3 separate regions of the Sus scrofa genome follow, and regions 1 and 2 are each linked to region 3. The links are chromatin contacts, called in public Hi-C and promoter capture Hi-C maps. All regions are on one chromosome and are shown on one strand. The core of a region is the stretch at or near the end of the contact, and the rest is flanking DNA. Distances in the headings are between cores, read along the strand shown.

Region 1 (2,700 bases), core at 31-2,530, 130 kb after region 3:
CCGTTATGGGTAATCTAGGTGCCCAATAAACCGCAGCACGCAGCCACTTGGCAGAGGATGGAGTGGAGAACCTAAGAATACCCAAGGGGAGGCTGCTGGAGGATGGGATGGGTTACCACACCGAACTCTTAAGTTCTGCGGGCAAAACCTGGTTGGTCTCTCAGAAGGTCTACATTCAAGGGAAGGTGCGGAATGGAGAATGTGAGAAAGCAAGATCGGAGGTGGGCGAAGCGAGGTGGAGAAGTGGCCGGGTTTTCCACAGGGACTGAAGGGACTGCGCGGAGGGGCCAGAGCGCTGGCTCGCCCCCAGGGAAAAGGTGCCCAACGGCTCAGACCCGTGAGGCTGGCGAGGACCCAGGCACTCGGCAGCCCGACGGAGACCTCGGCGAGGTTTCAAACCTCCGCCCCCGGGAGGCGCTCAGCCGATTGGAAGTTCCACCACGACCGTCACCAACCGAGGGCCAGAGCGGCAACTCCTCCGCAAGGCTCTCCCAGACCTCTGCGTCTCCCCCGGAGACCAAAGCCCCACAAACTCCACATCCAACCGAGGTCCCAACTCGAGTCCCGCCGCCAGTTCCATGCACGCGGAGGGTGCCCTCCGGGACGAAACCGACACCCCGCGACGGGGCTGCGCCGCAGGAGTTTGAGGGGCGCGACGGGGCCCGCGCGAGCGGGCAGAACCCGTGTCCCTCAGAGTCCGCCTCGGGACGCGGCCCCGGGACCACGTCCGCCTCGCCCCCCGGGCTTGGCCCGTCCGGGCTCCGACCCACCCATCCCGCGCGGTCGCGGGCAGGGCGAGGACCCGAACGAGCCTACTCCCCCCGCCCCTGCTCTTACCCATCTTTTCGCCTCGCCTTGTAGACGTGCCCGTAGGTGCCGCGTCCCACTTTGCACCCTTCGTACTCAAACAAATCCTCCACCCGCTCCCGCTCCGCCGCCAGCTTCGCCTTGAAATCATAATCCATTGTCTGCTTTCCCCATAGAGGCACCGGGACGCGGGGGCCGCCGCCACTCAGTCCCTCCTCCTCCTCCTCCTCCCCCCCGCGACCGCCGCTCCACTTCTCCAACAACCGCCTCTGGGGCGCGCGCGCGCCGCCCGCCGCCCGGCAGTCCGCCTTCAGCAAGGGACTCCTCGGCGGCCACGGCGGCCACCTCCTCCACCTCCTCCTCCTCTGCGGCGGCGGCGGCGGCGGCGGCAGCGGCGGCGGCTGCGGCTCCTACAGGCACCCTCAGTCCCGCCTCCCCCTTCATTTCCTTGTTTTGGAACCTGGTGGGCCGCGCCGCGGCTTCCTCGAGCTCATTAACGAACCATCCCTCCCGCCCCCGAGGCCGCGGAGACTCCTGGGAAATGTAGTTCCATAAACCTCAGGAACAGTTGAGTGATGCGGTAGAATGAAATACAATACCCAGGTTACCTTGGGCCGCTACAGCCCCGCCTCTACAAGACATGCACGCTTGCGCACTGAGGCCGCCCCTCCCCCCTCAGGTAGCTTTGGACTGCTAGTTCCTGTGAAGGTAGAAAGTGCAAACTTGCAGTGTGCTTTCTGCGAGTCTGTGGAAGCTGGTGGAAAGAAGGTCCTTTTTCTGGTGTAAGGAAGGTACTCTATTATAACTGCCCCCAGGAGAGGAGGAGAGTGGAAAGTATTTAACAAGGGCTTTGCCCACGAGTTTCCTCCAGTGGTTTGCTAGACGAGGACTGTGGTGAGAGCAGTTGTACTGCAGATTGTTGTTTGTTTTTGGTGGCAGTTGGTCCGCCTCCCGCCCCGTCCCGCATCCAACAGCTCATTGGCGGAGACTTAAGAATGACGTCCTCGTTGGTGCGTGGGTATCCCTGCTTTGGCTTCTTTCCGGCTCTTGATTGGTAATTGGATGTGCTAGGTTCTTTCTGATAGGTTAATCTTTTTTCTTTGCGGTGCAAAAACCGTATTTCAAAAACTGAACTTTTAGCGGTTTCCTGGTTCTACCGTCGGCGTCGGCCTGAAAACCTGTAACTTAAAGGTCCTAGCAGCCAATCATCCTTGGCGCTCTAGTCGTAGTCTTCTCCTAACATAAGTGATTCCCGTAGCCAAGCTTTTGGCCAACTGTCTGAGGACTATTAAAGTGCCTGCAGGATGCAGCAATTTAAAAACAATCATTTGTATTGGATTGTAAAGAGTGTCTTAAGGTTTATGCCTAACAGTGACGTTTTCCTAGAATGTTTAAATCTCCTTAAGGTGAATGTTGGTTCATTATTGCGTGCCTAAAACGTATCAGATGCTTGGGATACAATCTTAAAAATCATTGGTGCTATGATAGGACTTAACATACCACATTCAGTGAAAGCACAAGAGGAGGAAATAGTCAATTCTACCTAATGTGGTAAGGAAAGTTAAGAGTGACTTGCCTGCTAGGTTTTGGAAGAAACTTGGAAAACTGGATGGGGAGGGGGTTCATTTATTTATTACAACAGTAAGTTTCCTGGAAAATTTCCTCAGATCTTGAAGTAAATCGTGAAGTATCTGAGTGTCTGTTATTTCCAGGTACTATGGTAAGTGCTGCAGATAACCAGCTAAAATTGGTCTTTTCCATCCGGAGATTAAAACGTGTTAAAGTAAACATGCAAGCAAATTAAAAATAAACTGTGGGGAGTTCCCCTTGCAGCTCTGAGGTTAACGAATCTGACTAGCATCTATGAGGATGCAGGTTCAGTCCCTGGCCTCG
Region 2 (2,700 bases), core at 155-2,654, 180 kb after region 3:
TTATAAGCAATTACAAGCCAAATTATGTTTATACCACAATTAGTGTTTGAGGTGGTTTAGTAGACTGATTCTTCATTTCAATAAGCAACCATCAAATAACTGAATAGCTTGTAAAACACATAAATACTTCTTTTATCTTTATTCCAAGTATAACCACCACATTCTTTGAATTATTATAATAAGCAACATTCATTATCTTTTGTCCCAATCCCCAGTTTGAGTTGGATGCTTTTAAAAACATGGCAAGAGTAGCATATGTACCCACTGCATAACATAGCTTCTTTCAACAGCAAAGTTTGACGGAGAAATATGAACAAATTCATGTTGTTGTAAAACAAGTACTACCCTGCAGGGAATCTAGAGTACAAACCCAAACTACTTCATTAAGTTTTTCACACATAACAACGTTGTCTTATTTCACTTGTAGCTGAGGAAATTCTCTAAGGACGGTGAGTCTTTTGTCTTGTAACAATGGTGATTTTTATGTCAGATTGTTTTTACCATATTTCAGAATAAAAGTCACAACTTTGTTTCCACAATTTTGCCACCTCGTTATACAGTTTGACTACGACTTCACAATTTTTACACTTTACTTGATTATTGAAACTATAGATTCATGAGTCTAGTGATCACGACTAGTGATAGCCCTGAATCCCTGTTAATATCCGTGCAATTTCAGATTATACTTATTATTTTTATTGATTCTTTAAATCTTATAGTGCGTCACAATTTTCATGTTTCTAACAGATGACTTCATATAATTCCATAATTCCTTTTTTCCTCCTTTACCCCCGTATTGCTCCAAGCAATAATAACTCCTTTCCCCTCCTTTTGATGCAAACAATTTCAGGTTATATTTAATAAATCAGGTTCTAGAAATAGTTTTGCAGAAGAAATTCCCACCAGTTGACCTAATTGAGCACGGAGTTGCCAGTGCTTCACGGCAGCTACTGTGCTCCGCCAACTCCGAGGCTTGGCGAGCCACATGGTGGGAGGTAGGTAGAGCCGGAGTCCTTCAAGGCTGGGCGCCACGTTGCTTTTCCCTTTTTGAATAGGGAGACAGCGCTTCTGGCTATTGTGTAAAACGGTAAGAGAACTGCGTTCGTTCGCACATCAGCAAAAGCGTGAGCAGAATTAAAGCGCCTTCTAATTCGACCCTTGGCAACATGTGCGTCACGGACAAACGTGGAGTTTTAACGCCTGGCTTCGGTGGCCTTAGGGAAGTACACTTTAGAGAATGGCTGAGTACCTCAGCGATCGCGGCGAAGTGCACAGGATCAAAACCACCACGCCATCCCAGCAGTGGCCACCGCCCCCGCCGAACCCCGCCAACCCTCCAGAGGACCCACCCATGTTCCCCGCTAGCCAGTTGTTTTACGCAGCGCTACGCAGCCTTTCCTCACTCCGTCCCCGCTCTGCCACTCTCTCCACATTCGACCCCCGATTCCTAGTCCCCAGCCGGACAACAGAGTACCGTCTCCCGCCCAGGGGCCACCCCGAAATCGAACCGCAGGGACACGGGCCGCTCCCCGCGCTCCTCGCAGGCGGGCGGCTAGCCAGCCGCAAATGGGCGGCTGGTGATTGACAGGAGACTGGAGCTATGAGCCGCGGGGGAGGGACGTTACGTCACTTCCTGGCCTCTGGGGGTAGACGGAGTATATAAATTCCCGACTCACGCAGCGCCCTCGCTCCCACAGTATGGCCGGCGACATTAGCTAGCGCTCGCTCTACTCTCTCTAACGGGGAAACAGCGGACTACAAGAGACTGAGCTGTATCTGCCTCTATTTCCAACAGACTCACGTTCAACTTTCGCTCACACACACAAAAAAAAAAGCCGGGAAAATTTTATTAGCCCTTTTTTTAAAAAAGTTAATATAAAATTATAGCAAAAAAAGGAACCTGAACTTTAGTAACACAGCTGGAACAATCCGCAGCGGCGGCGGCAGCGGCGGGAGAAGAGATTTAATTTAGTTGATTTTCTGTGGTTGTTGGTTGTTCGCTAGTCTCACGGTGATGGAAGCTGCACATTTTTTCGAAGGGACCGAGAAGCTGCTGGAGGTTTGGTTCTCCAGGCAGCAGCCCGACGCAAATCAAGGATCTGGGGATCTTCGCACCATCCCAAGGTGGGTGCTCGGGGCTCTCGCCCACTGTCGGGTATGGGGTCTGTCGCCGCCTGGAAGGCAGTAGCCCTAGGCAGAGAGGGGGCGGGGGCTGGATTCCCGCAGCCTTCTGGTGGGGGCAGGTCCGTGGGCGGGGGTCGTTTTGTGGCCTTGGCCTGGGCCCCGGCGCCGGGGGGAGAGGCCAGGTCCACGCGGAGCCCGAGCCGGCTTCTCCCGCCACCGTTGCCCGGCCGGGCGCTGCCCGGGGGAGGGGAGGAGGCCGGCGCCGCCGCGTGCTCAGGTAACGTCCCCGGCGCGGCGTGTGGGACGGCGTGCAGCGCCGCTCGGGGTGCTTTGGCTGCCCTCGCCTCCCGACTTCCCCCCCACCCGCCCCGGAGTAGGTTGTCGGGGCCCGGGGTGGGGTGCCTGGCGCCGGGGGGTGGGCGCGTGCTCCCTCCAGGCAGGTGTGGCTCGGCGGGCTTAGTCAGGCGCTAATTCGGGCGTGCCCGCCTCTGGAGTGGAAGAGGGAGGGAGCGGGTCGGGAACAGAGGAGGGAGGGGGCTGATCGGGAGTCGGACTCTTTCTCTCCGCTTGAGGCGG
Region 3 (2,700 bases), core at 39-2,538:
TTTTCTAGGGAGGCCACTATGTCACACAAAAATTAACATCAAATAAAGTCAATATGCTTTTCTCTTCTTAAAATATTAAAAATTAAAATAAATGAAAGGCTGCAAAATATTAAATGTTTATAAAAAAGCAACTATACCAAAATGTTAATATAGTTATCTCTAGGGAATGGGATTGTGTGATTTTTCTTTCTTCCTATTCTTCTACTTGATGCATTTTCTATACTGAGCATTACTCATATAATTTACACACACACACATAGACACACACACACAAGCCCTTTCTCTTCAGAAATCTACCCGCTAAGATACTATCGTGCTAGTGAAGCTTCTTTCACATTTGATCTGAAAAAGGATAAAAGAAAGAGATGATGATCGCGCTGGTACTTTCCTGAACTCTTGGCAATATCACATCTTGGCAATGGACTTTAATCTCTTGTCACACAAATATTTGTTCAACATGACATCATGCAACTACAAATATGCCTTAATCACATAAAGAGCAGTTAACTATAGCATGATTTTCCTGTCAAAACCCCACACTAAGAGATAATATCTCTTCCAGATACTTACAGATTACTAACATGATCCCAAAGGAGCCTAATGAAAAATGTGCAACGGGCATGCAAAGACTTTTTCTGATTCCCCTTCCAGGGCATATAAGTGACTATAAAAAATGTCCGCTTTTCACTGTCCTAAACATATAACAATCTAAAGCTGTAATTCTAAACTTTGTTCTCTAAAGCACTATTGAGGATCCTGACTCCATTTGGGAACTCTTATGCTACACTATCAATTACAGAATCTGTTTGTATTTTAATCCACCCATCTTTCTTCCTGTTTCATCCGCACTTTTTGTTCGCCAAGTCTCTGATGCCCCAGGGCTTCCAGATTCCTTTTTCAGAGTATCTAAAAGGAAAGGGTCCTCTTATGCTTCAATAACTCACTTATCTCAAAGTAAATCCAATTTTTTATTCGCATTTGATCTGTAATATGTAACAGAATGATTCATTTGACCATTGATCTTTATTTTTAGAAAGCTTTATTTTTAGAATGCATTCATTGAGTGTAACATTTTTTAATGTGTAACCCTCCCCTCCCTACAAAAAAAAAAAAAAGGAAAATAAATGAGGAAATGTACTTGGTAGCAAACAGGAGATTCACCTAACTTCAAAATGCCCCAGCATTCCTAAGCTGAAATTTAAGAATTAGCATTTTGACACCTGACACTTTCACTCCTGTGACAAGCTTTAGGGAAGGACCTTACAAGCACATAGATACATTATAACCTTCCAGCAGGTGGCACTCATACTCTGAAGAGGGGTCTATAAAACAGTAAACCAGCCCAGGTTCAAGGTAGCCCTAAATTTTTTGCTTTATTTTACTTTAGCAACACTGCTTAGGTACCAGTCATAAGCTTCAAGGAGGTCAGTGGTCCCCACTGCCATCCAGTGGAAATGACAGTGAGGCAGCAGGTATAATACAAAAAGCACAGATTTTAGAATTCAGAAACCTGAGTTTAAGCCCTGACCACAGCTATGCAGAGCAAGATGCTTAACTCCTCAGAGGCTTAGAGAGGGGGAAAAAAAAATATACTGATAAACACACTCAGTTTCTGCAAGGATTAAATGAATGTACATAACTATATATCACAATGCTTAGAAAACATTAAAAACTTGACAAACTATAGTTATTGCTCTTATAACCACCACTATTGGCAAGAATGTTATGAGGACTAAATGTGGTAAGTAGAACGTCTGGCATGCTTTAAGTTTTTTTTTGGGGGGGGTTGTTTTTTGTTTGTTTGTTTGTTTTTTAGGGCATTACCCACAGGATATGGAGGTTCCCGGGCTAGGAGTCCAATTGGAGCTACAGCTGCCAGCCTACACCACTGTCACAGAGACACAGGATCCAAGCTGCTTCTGCAATCTACACCACAGCGCACGGCAACGCTGGATCCTTAACCCAATGAGCAAGGCCAGGGATGGAACCTGCATCCTCATGGATACTACTTGGGTTTATTAACCACTGAGCCATGCCAGGAACTTCTCTTTAAGGTTTTGATAAACACTAGCTATTATTACTGTACCTAACTGAGAAAGGCTAGGCACTACAGGCATAGAACCTCATTGGAGAGAGACATGCTGTGATTGGGGCATGCCATCACATTTATTTCCCAAAGTGCCTGAAACACTCTGTTAGCAGGTTGTATAATAATAGTATGGCTACGGGAAAGTTAGTTCACTTTCCACTTTGCAACAGATGATCTAGTTTCCTTTTCTCTTTGATTTTATTACTACATGTACTTGGTCTGAGAGAGATGTGAAAGCAAGTGAGATTGGTAATAAATAAGAAGCTTACATCCTCTTAACTATGACAGCATAAGTGCTCTTTTCAAAGTTGAATGTTTAATCTTTTACGTAACATACTCCACATGAGAAAAATCAGATACAGTTCTTATAAATCAATGGCACTCTGAATATACAAACTTTAAGTATAAAAAATGAAACAGATGCAAATCAAAATAGTTTACAAGCAAAACCTAAATTACCTGGAATTCTCAGGGGCATTCTGATTCATTGGAGGGTAATCAGAAAATCTTTTCTTGCTTCCAGTAAAAAGCCTTGTTGAAAGCCTTCCTTATCTTCACAATTACCAAAATGGAATTATCTTTGACTCTAGGCACATTTTTAGTATCTTGGA

Evidence for each region. Promoter capture Hi-C pulls out the DNA fragments that hold promoters and counts their contacts. A called contact is a pair of places that touch in the nucleus more often than the background predicts.
Region 1: a Hi-C map of liver shows a contact between it and region 3, with 7 times the contacts expected there. The contact joins the promoter of CDK19 here to the enhancer-like site in region 3. A contact is called at or near these places in 3 of 5 promoter capture datasets (fetal liver, fetal skeletal muscle and liver), 10 of 47 Hi-C or Micro-C datasets (alveolar macrophages, embryonic fibroblasts, fetal liver and 5 more) and 2 of 2 datasets of contacts at active chromatin or transcription factors (alveolar macrophages and skeletal muscle).
Region 2: a promoter capture Hi-C map of liver shows a contact between it and region 3, with 8 times the contacts expected there. The contact joins the promoter of AMD1 here to the enhancer-like site in region 3. A contact is called at or near these places in 4 of 5 promoter capture datasets (fetal liver, fetal skeletal muscle, liver and 1 more), 6 of 47 Hi-C or Micro-C datasets (embryonic fibroblasts, fibroblasts, heart right ventricle and 2 more) and 2 of 2 datasets of contacts at active chromatin or transcription factors (alveolar macrophages and skeletal muscle).

What each region holds. Positions count from the first base shown.
Region 1 is chr1:76,792,196-76,794,895 of Sscrofa11.1, forward strand. It overlaps CDK19 (cyclin-dependent kinase 19), which reads right to left and starts at 1,281. Exons shown (of 12, transcript XM_021091172.1): 1 at 838-1,281. The coding sequence starts at 965.
Region 2 is chr1:76,838,044-76,840,743 of Sscrofa11.1, forward strand. AMD1 (S-adenosylmethionine decarboxylase proenzyme) reads left to right here and starts at 1,405. Exons shown (of 9, transcript XM_003121345.6): 1 at 1,405-2,124. The coding sequence starts at 2,015.
Region 3 is chr1:76,660,588-76,663,287 of Sscrofa11.1, forward strand. All of the region lies in intron 2 of CDK19 (cyclin-dependent kinase 19), which reads right to left. Among named protein-coding and RNA genes, the nearest start is that of CDK19, 130 kb to the right of the region's middle. Within about 2 kb of position 1,289, at least 6 of the 83 cell types and tissues checked have an H3K27ac peak or open chromatin away from gene starts, as enhancers often do. A contact at or near this core is called in fetal liver and liver, where this site is marked.